Regions from separate parts of the Mus musculus genome. Here region 1 is linked to region 2. The links are chromatin contacts, called in public Hi-C maps. All regions are on one chromosome and are shown on one strand. The core of a region is the stretch at or near the end of the contact, and the rest is flanking DNA. Distances in the headings are between cores, read along the strand shown.

What was found. Hi-C and Micro-C count contacts between places; a contact is called where the count stands out from the background.
Region 1: a Hi-C map of embryonic cerebral cortex shows a contact between it and region 2, with 6 times the contacts expected there. The contact joins two enhancer-like sites. A contact is called at or near these places in 17 of 484 Hi-C or Micro-C datasets (cerebellar granule neurons, cerebellum, cerebral cortex and 7 more) and 3 of 115 datasets of contacts at active chromatin or transcription factors (astrocytes, embryonic forebrain and neural progenitor cells).

Annotation. Positions count from the first base shown.
Region 1 is chr2:101,170,754-101,174,357 of GRCm38.p6, reverse strand. No RefSeq gene overlaps it. Among named protein-coding and RNA genes, the nearest start is that of Gm39886, 290 kb to the left of the region's middle. Within about 2 kb of position 2,062, at least 24 of the 459 cell types and tissues checked have an H3K27ac peak or open chromatin away from gene starts, as enhancers often do. A contact at or near this core is called in embryonic cerebral cortex, where this site is marked.
Region 2 is chr2:97,476,686-97,480,221 of GRCm38.p6, reverse strand. All of the region lies in intron 6 of Lrrc4c (leucine rich repeat containing 4C), which reads right to left. Among named protein-coding and RNA genes, the nearest start is that of Gm22313, 240 kb to the right of the region's middle. Within about 2 kb of position 1,866, at least 69 of the 459 cell types and tissues checked have an H3K27ac peak or open chromatin away from gene starts, as enhancers often do. A contact at or near this core is called in embryonic cerebral cortex, where this site is marked.

The DNA of each region.
Region 1 (3,604 bases), core at 813-3,312, 3.7 Mb before region 2:
GACTTGAAAGCTAGTCAGAAATCGATTTGACTTGTTGGTAGCTGGTTAGAAAATAAACAAATGGCCGTTTACACCCTTCTACACCCTTTATAATGTGTTTTCTTTTTTGTTCCTAAAATATTTTTCAACCCTCCATTAGAGTGGATATCATGACTTGGTTTGACCATTAGAAAAGGCTAGAAGGAGACACAGTGACATATATCTATGGACTCAGTCAAGATCCTGTCTTTACCATATGAAATGGAGCTGAATCAGCTTGGCTAGTCTATTTCATCTCCCCAAATGACAGTCCAGTGAAAGTCGGCTAAAATTGCCACCATGCACCACTGCAGACCTCAGATGTATAAAGGATCCCAAGGAGAACAGACGAACTTGCTAACCAAACTGAGCCCACATGTGGAGCTTAATAATATGAGATAATTAAAGGATGGTTGCTTTAGGGGAGTAAGCCTTGATGTGTTTTGCTATGTAGCAACATTGTCAGGGATATCTCATAGTCTCTGCTTTTATCCTCTGACATCTTGGCACGAGACATCTTGAAATATAACCATTTCTCTCTCCCTTCTTGCCTCCCTGTCCCCTTCTCTCTCTTCTTGGCAGTCATTGTGAAGATGGAGTTCAGAACACTGCATAGGCTAGGCCATTTGTCAAACCCTGAGCTAAATCCTCAAACCTCTTCCTCTTTTAATTGGCAGCAATAAATACATAGTGTCATAGGGTTGTCATGAGCTCACATGGCCAGATATCATAGAAGGGCTGGGTGCTACTGTTGTTTCCTTTCCTAGTGTGAACAAAACATTATTGACAAGGCTTCTGTGTGAGACCTTTTGCTTTTATTCACTTGCTTCTTGCCTTTCTTTGGGGGGTACAAAGGAATAAAGAATAAGAAATACAATCTAAAAATTCTGTTACCACAGCATGAAGGTAACAGAAACTGAAATAGAATTCTCAGAGTTCAAATCCCCTACCTTAATATTTTCTAGTTGTACAGAGTTGAGGCACTTAATTTCTTTTTTTTTTATGATTTAGCTCCTTCCCTTTAATATAATACAAACTATACTGAGCTGCTGTGAAGAATAAGTGATGTTTCCCTAAGGTGCTTATGTCATTGGAACAACTCAGGAACACGTGAGAATGCTGCATATTATTTTTATTGTTAAAACTTTAGCATTGCCTAGAGAGGAGCTGAATTCTTGCTTGCACAGGATTTGCCGAAGTTTCTGAATTAAGCAAAAGAACCCAGCCACTCCTTAGTTGCCTAAAGATCAGTGGCCATTTGCTAGAGTTAAGCCATCTGGCAGGCAGCTGGTGGACACTCTGAGTCTTTATAGACTGTCATAGTGAACAACTGATCCAGAAATAACACACTGAAAGGATCCTGAAGGGAGCCAGCACGTGGGAAGTGGGAACAATCCATCGCACTGAGAAAGTGGCATTTGTTAGCGTGAAGATGGATTGGGGTTTAGCCATTGAACAAGTGAATGAACGTGAAAACAAACAAAGCTCACAACAACCATGCAGTTGTCAATGTGACTAGGTTAAACAATCGATCTAAGGTGAAGGGTTTTTAGCCCTTAAAATGGGCAGCAGCACTGTTGGGGAAAAAAAAAAAGCCTCAGATGCTATTTAAAAAGAACCACAACACGTTGTTGATGATAAGAAGAGAAGAATATAGAAGAATACAGGCAGAAGATTTTTGTGGGGCATTAGTTATAGTTGTCTTTCAAGTCAACAGGACTGGAATTAATTTCTCATTTAATAGCTATGTGACCTTGGCCAAGTGTCTTTGGCTGTCTGAATTTCATGATCTTACTTCTAACTTATGGAAATTCCCCTTCCATAGAACTAACAAAGGGGTTAAATCACTTAAGTTTATGGAAGGCCTAACCATCACTGACATCTAAGAGAGGCACTTAACGAACAACATTTGCTGTTATGTTATTGTTATTCATTTAAAAACCACCTGCCAAAATTTTGGTTTTGTCAGAGTCTCCTCTGTGAACAGTCCTTTCCTGTGGCTTCTTTGCTCTGTTAGCCTCTGCGCTCTTCACACACTCCATAGAACTTTTGACATCTGGCCCTTTGATATCCAACTAATGACTTGGACATCACACAGCTCCTTAGTTGCCTCCTGGGCTGACTTTGACACTGGGTCTCTGTTTCGCATTTTCTTGTCCATTCAAGGTTTTAATTTTGTTATATATTTTCCTTGTCACTTAACCAAGAGATCAAAGAAAACCATGACACCTAAGGAACCATCTAAGGATAGAGTTAGTGTCAGGAAAGTGGGGAGCAGGGCCTGTGGGTCAGCCAGAAGAAAGGAAAGGGTTAATAGGCAATATAATATTAGTACTTATCTAAAAATTGAGTAGACTTTTTTTTTTTTTAAATGTGCTCTTACTGTGAACCAAGTTAGGTCAGATTCAAGCTTTTAAGTTAGGGACAGAATTTAAGGGTCACTTAATGTTGAATATTTGGAGAGTTCCCAGTATTTCTATAGTACTTTACTTCACCTCAGCTTTTCTGTATGTGAATTTGCCATTTCTTCAGTGTCTGTGGCTTCTGTTTTATCACATTCTGCATTACCCAAGGTCCAGGTGTTCAGACCAACCCATGCAGGACAAGGAAGTGATGCTTCTAATGCAAGGTCTGGGATTTAAATTACTTGTCTCCTCTCTGGTATACATGTCTTGCAGGCTTTCTGAAGATTTCAAAAAAAAAATAATATGTCCCTTGTGGTGTTCATAAATAAATGCAATAACTAATGATGTGCAACTGCTTTTTATTAAAATCCATCATTTCATTTCTTCCAGCTGAGAATGTTTTTATGACATTATTTCAAATCCCAAGACAGGTTTAATGAGGAAATGAACCAAATCATAGAAATGAAGCTGGTCACAATACCATTGTTCTTCGAATCCTTCTTCTGTGCTCTATTTATAATGCAAGCTTGGGACTGAGCCATCTTTGTACTTTGTCTGTGGGATGTGATAGAGTGTTTTTTGTTGTACAGTGTCTTCCTCTATAAAGTAGTGATATTAGCACTGCTTTTGGAGGGTTGGCTTCAGAGCCAAATGTGATCACAATATCAAGGATATTCACAGATATCCATGTAGATTTAATGGATTAAATGATATCTTTTATCATTAGTTTACCTATAAGCAATTAGTTTTGAGGGTTGCAGTGTGAGGCTTCTGAAAGGTTGAACCTTGACAATTTTAGCTGGGAATTGAGTTGTTATACACGAGTAGGACAAATAATGTAGAGAAATGTATAAAGGCATTTCGTTTTGTTCATTTCAGAATAATTCACATGGATGGTCTCAGTATTAGCATGCTGCAAACACTGTTTCTGTAAATTACCATTTCTATCTCTTTTAAGCCCAATTTTAGCTCTCTGAGCTTGAGTTAATAGTAGCAATGAAAGTGGTAATACTCTCATCCTAGTATTTTTAGTCTAGACAGTGTATTTTTCCTAAGATAATCTTTAGATATTTAACTTGAAAAAAAAAACAGGACATAAATTCTCTCCTTTACAACATGATTGTGTGTTGGTCCATAAAATCTACTCATGAACTAATAATCACATTCTAACGTACATGTTT
Region 2 (3,536 bases), core at 617-3,116:
TTAAGTTCTAAGCCAACCAGCACTATATAATGAAACCCTGTCTAAAAATCCAAGAAGAAAGGGGGCAGTAGGAGACAAATCCTTTAACAAACATTTAGAAGTATATAAAAAAAAAAAAACAAAAAAACAAACAAAAAAAAAAAAACCCTGGGGCTGGTGAGATGGCTCAGTGGGTAAGAGCACCCGACTGCTCTTCCGAAGGTCCAGAGTTCAAATCCCAGCAACCACATGGTGGCTCACAACCATCCGTAACAAGATCTGACTCCCTCTTCTGGGGAGTCTGAAGACAGCTACAGTGTACTTACATATAATAATAAATAAAAAATCTTAAAAAAAAACCCTGATAAATGCATTTAATGCATATTTTCAATTGTATCCTCATCACCCATACTATAGTTATTCCCATAATATAGTTGAGAAATTTGGGGTTAAGAACGAAGAGTGTGCTGAACCAGTAACATGAGGCTTGTCTAAACTTGGTTCTGAGATTTATTTATGCCTTTATATTATGGACTTTTTAGAATCATGTTGTATTTTAATTAACACCAAGCAACTGAGATACATAATATTCAATGTATGGTAGCTCATAATACAGATGGGGCTATATTCTGGGATATATAGGTTCATTCCAAAACCCTTAGTATGTCAAGCTAGTGGGGGAAAGCAAAGAGTTTTTGTATCTAATAATACAATGTGGCTTAGTTAGGACAGTCTACCCATACTTTCTTTCAGGTGAGTATCTGGAAATATTTTCAGGAAAACAATTAAACAAGCAAGCAAACAAAAACAAAAACAAAGCAAAACAAGTGCAACCCTAAAGGCATCCTGGGAGTGGGGGGTTATGTAGGTAGCAGCCTCCAATGGCTGCCTTAAACTCCACAGTGATACTTAGAATCTTTCACATTTCTTCTCCACAAACACCTAGGGAATGTGCTGTGCCTCATCCCTGACTGGGCTGAAAGGGCCACAGGAGCCTTACAATGAACAGTAGACAGAGGGGAATGAGACTGAGGCCTTTAATACAGACAGAGCCTCTGTCCCTTCTTGGCTGCTGTGAAGAACAGCAGGGCTGGACCCAAAGTGATGGCGCTGTGCCTGCAATGCACTTTGGCACATTCCAGGATATGAAAGGCTCTAATGAGACCCATTTCACAATTCACCAGCCACGTGCATTAAGCAGGCAAAGAGACCGTGCTAATATCCTCACGATATATCCTAGGGTTTAGGTCTTCAACAGGGTAGGGTTTCCTCTGCAGCTCACCTAGCCAGATCTACCCTCACTTCTTGTCCCATGCCAGGAAAATAAGCTAAGTGAAAGGCAGCAGCATTCTTGCTTAAAGGGACAGGATGCATTTCTAACTGCAGATCTGTCTTGGGTATACAGGAACCTTCTAGAGACTTGCAGTGCATGCTAATCCCTGCACTGATTCAGAGAGGGAGCTGCTTCATAGTAAAGCCATTGTTCTTTCTAATTGTCAGAGACGGCTGCTCTGCACTTGCCTGGAGCGATCCAATTAACATATCACCACAACACCAACCATTATAATATGTTCTGTGTCCTACCAACAAGGGAAAGCCGAACCCGGCTTCTATCCACAGCTTCAGTCTAATTAGGTCTTTAATACGTAAACAGAAGGGGGGAAACAGGAAAATGGATCGAGTAGAGTACTATATGCCTGAATTACTTTCTGCCACAAGTGACCCCTTAGGGTAGGGACACTTTTGTTATTAATGGGGGATAACTTGAGAGAAGTGAGGACAAGAGAGAAGACAGACAGAGAAGAAGGCAATGGCTTGAATGAAGGCTCACAGGCACGGATGGAGAATGGGTGAGAGGGAATGCCTGCTTGATGCTTTGGGGAATTGAAAACATGTAACTTCTGCTGGAAACGATTGCCATGGCAACGTTCAAACAATACAGAGAAAGCCTTCATAGCTCCATTCTTGCCTTCCGGAGCACCATTTCATAGATGTTAACTCTTTTTGGGTGGCTTCTGACTTTGAGAGGCACCCAACCCAAGTTCCCTCACAATCCATTAGAATGCTGATTCTAGATTAAGTGAGTCTCTCTAGGGATTAGCCAATAAACAAGTAACATTCTCTCTATTGCATTATAACAGCAGGTCAGGTTTATCCACTCTCTCTCTCCTTCCCTCATTTTTTTATACTATCAACCAAAGATTGTGAAAAGTCTGCACATCTGAGATCTGGCTGCAAAAATTCAGGAGAAAGAATTCTTTACGCTTCCAAAGGTCCCAAAGCTTTCTTAGAATCTTTGTCTTAATTACTGAAATCTACACCTCAGTACCAAGCTATCATTAAACAACACACATCCTTTGTCATGAGAATAAATGTCTTAATATTTTACAGTGGGTTCTTGATTTAGTAACCAAAACATGCAAATAAACATATGCATTCATAATAAGATCTCAATCAAAATGGCTTAGGCTATATGTACAGGAATAGATGAGGCTAATAATTATGAAAGTATATTAGTTGTCCAAAGACAGATGATCTTCCCATTCTAAATCTGTGAACCCTTATGCAATACCATATCCACTTTAATAATTGCTTTCCCTTTGCATTTCTTATTATTACTTCTTCAAGATCGGTGAGATTGAACAGATGAGCTACTCTCAAGGAAACAGTGTGCTCCTGGCAACTTTAGTTTGGCAAGAAGGAATCACCAGATTCAGCACTGACTCTCCCAAGTAAGTCCTCCCTGGCACCTTCCCATTCTCAGCTCCTCAGGCATTATCTCGTTAGCTAGTAGAGAATATGCAGCTGTATTGGAAATCTTGAGATAAAAAACTTGTTCATAAGATGAAAAGGAAAAGTGAGATGTTCTAAACACTGTAAAAATCACTATCAACGTACTTTTATCTACTAAAAAAATTACGACTATTCCTAATTTCTAAGTAGAAGATATCTAAAATGAGTAGAAAACATTTCAGTGAATATTTAACAAAACATTAATATTTCAAATAGTCAAGACATTCATTACTAAAGATTGAAGAATAAAATTCAAACATAACTCAGTTTGATCTTCCCTTAGCATTATCCTTCACCTAAATTAGTTTATTCTGTTGGTTTTTTGTTTTATGTTATTTCTGGTGTTGTTTGTTTGTTTGTTTGTTTGGAGTTGTTTTTGCAAGAAAGGAGAAGACATCATTTCAAAGCATAAGATCAAAACAACTGGGTTCAGTAAAAGCTGTTCTTGATATAATGTGAAAAGCAGCTACACTTTGATAGGAAGAAGAACCTCAGCCCTTACACCCTGATTCTCTTTGCAAGAGTTTGTATTCAGGTAATCTCCATGCTCGAAATCCATAATCTTTGTGGTAGGCCTTCCAGAGTGGGAAGGCAAACCTTACCCAGCTTTGAATACTGTGCAGTGAACAACTTAATTTGGGAGAGTAATTACACTATCTGTGAGTGATGCCTGTGAGGAATGTGTCTGACAAAATCTGCATTAAGCATTTAATACGAGTGAGATAAAATATAACACTATACTACATATGCCTATGTTAAAAATG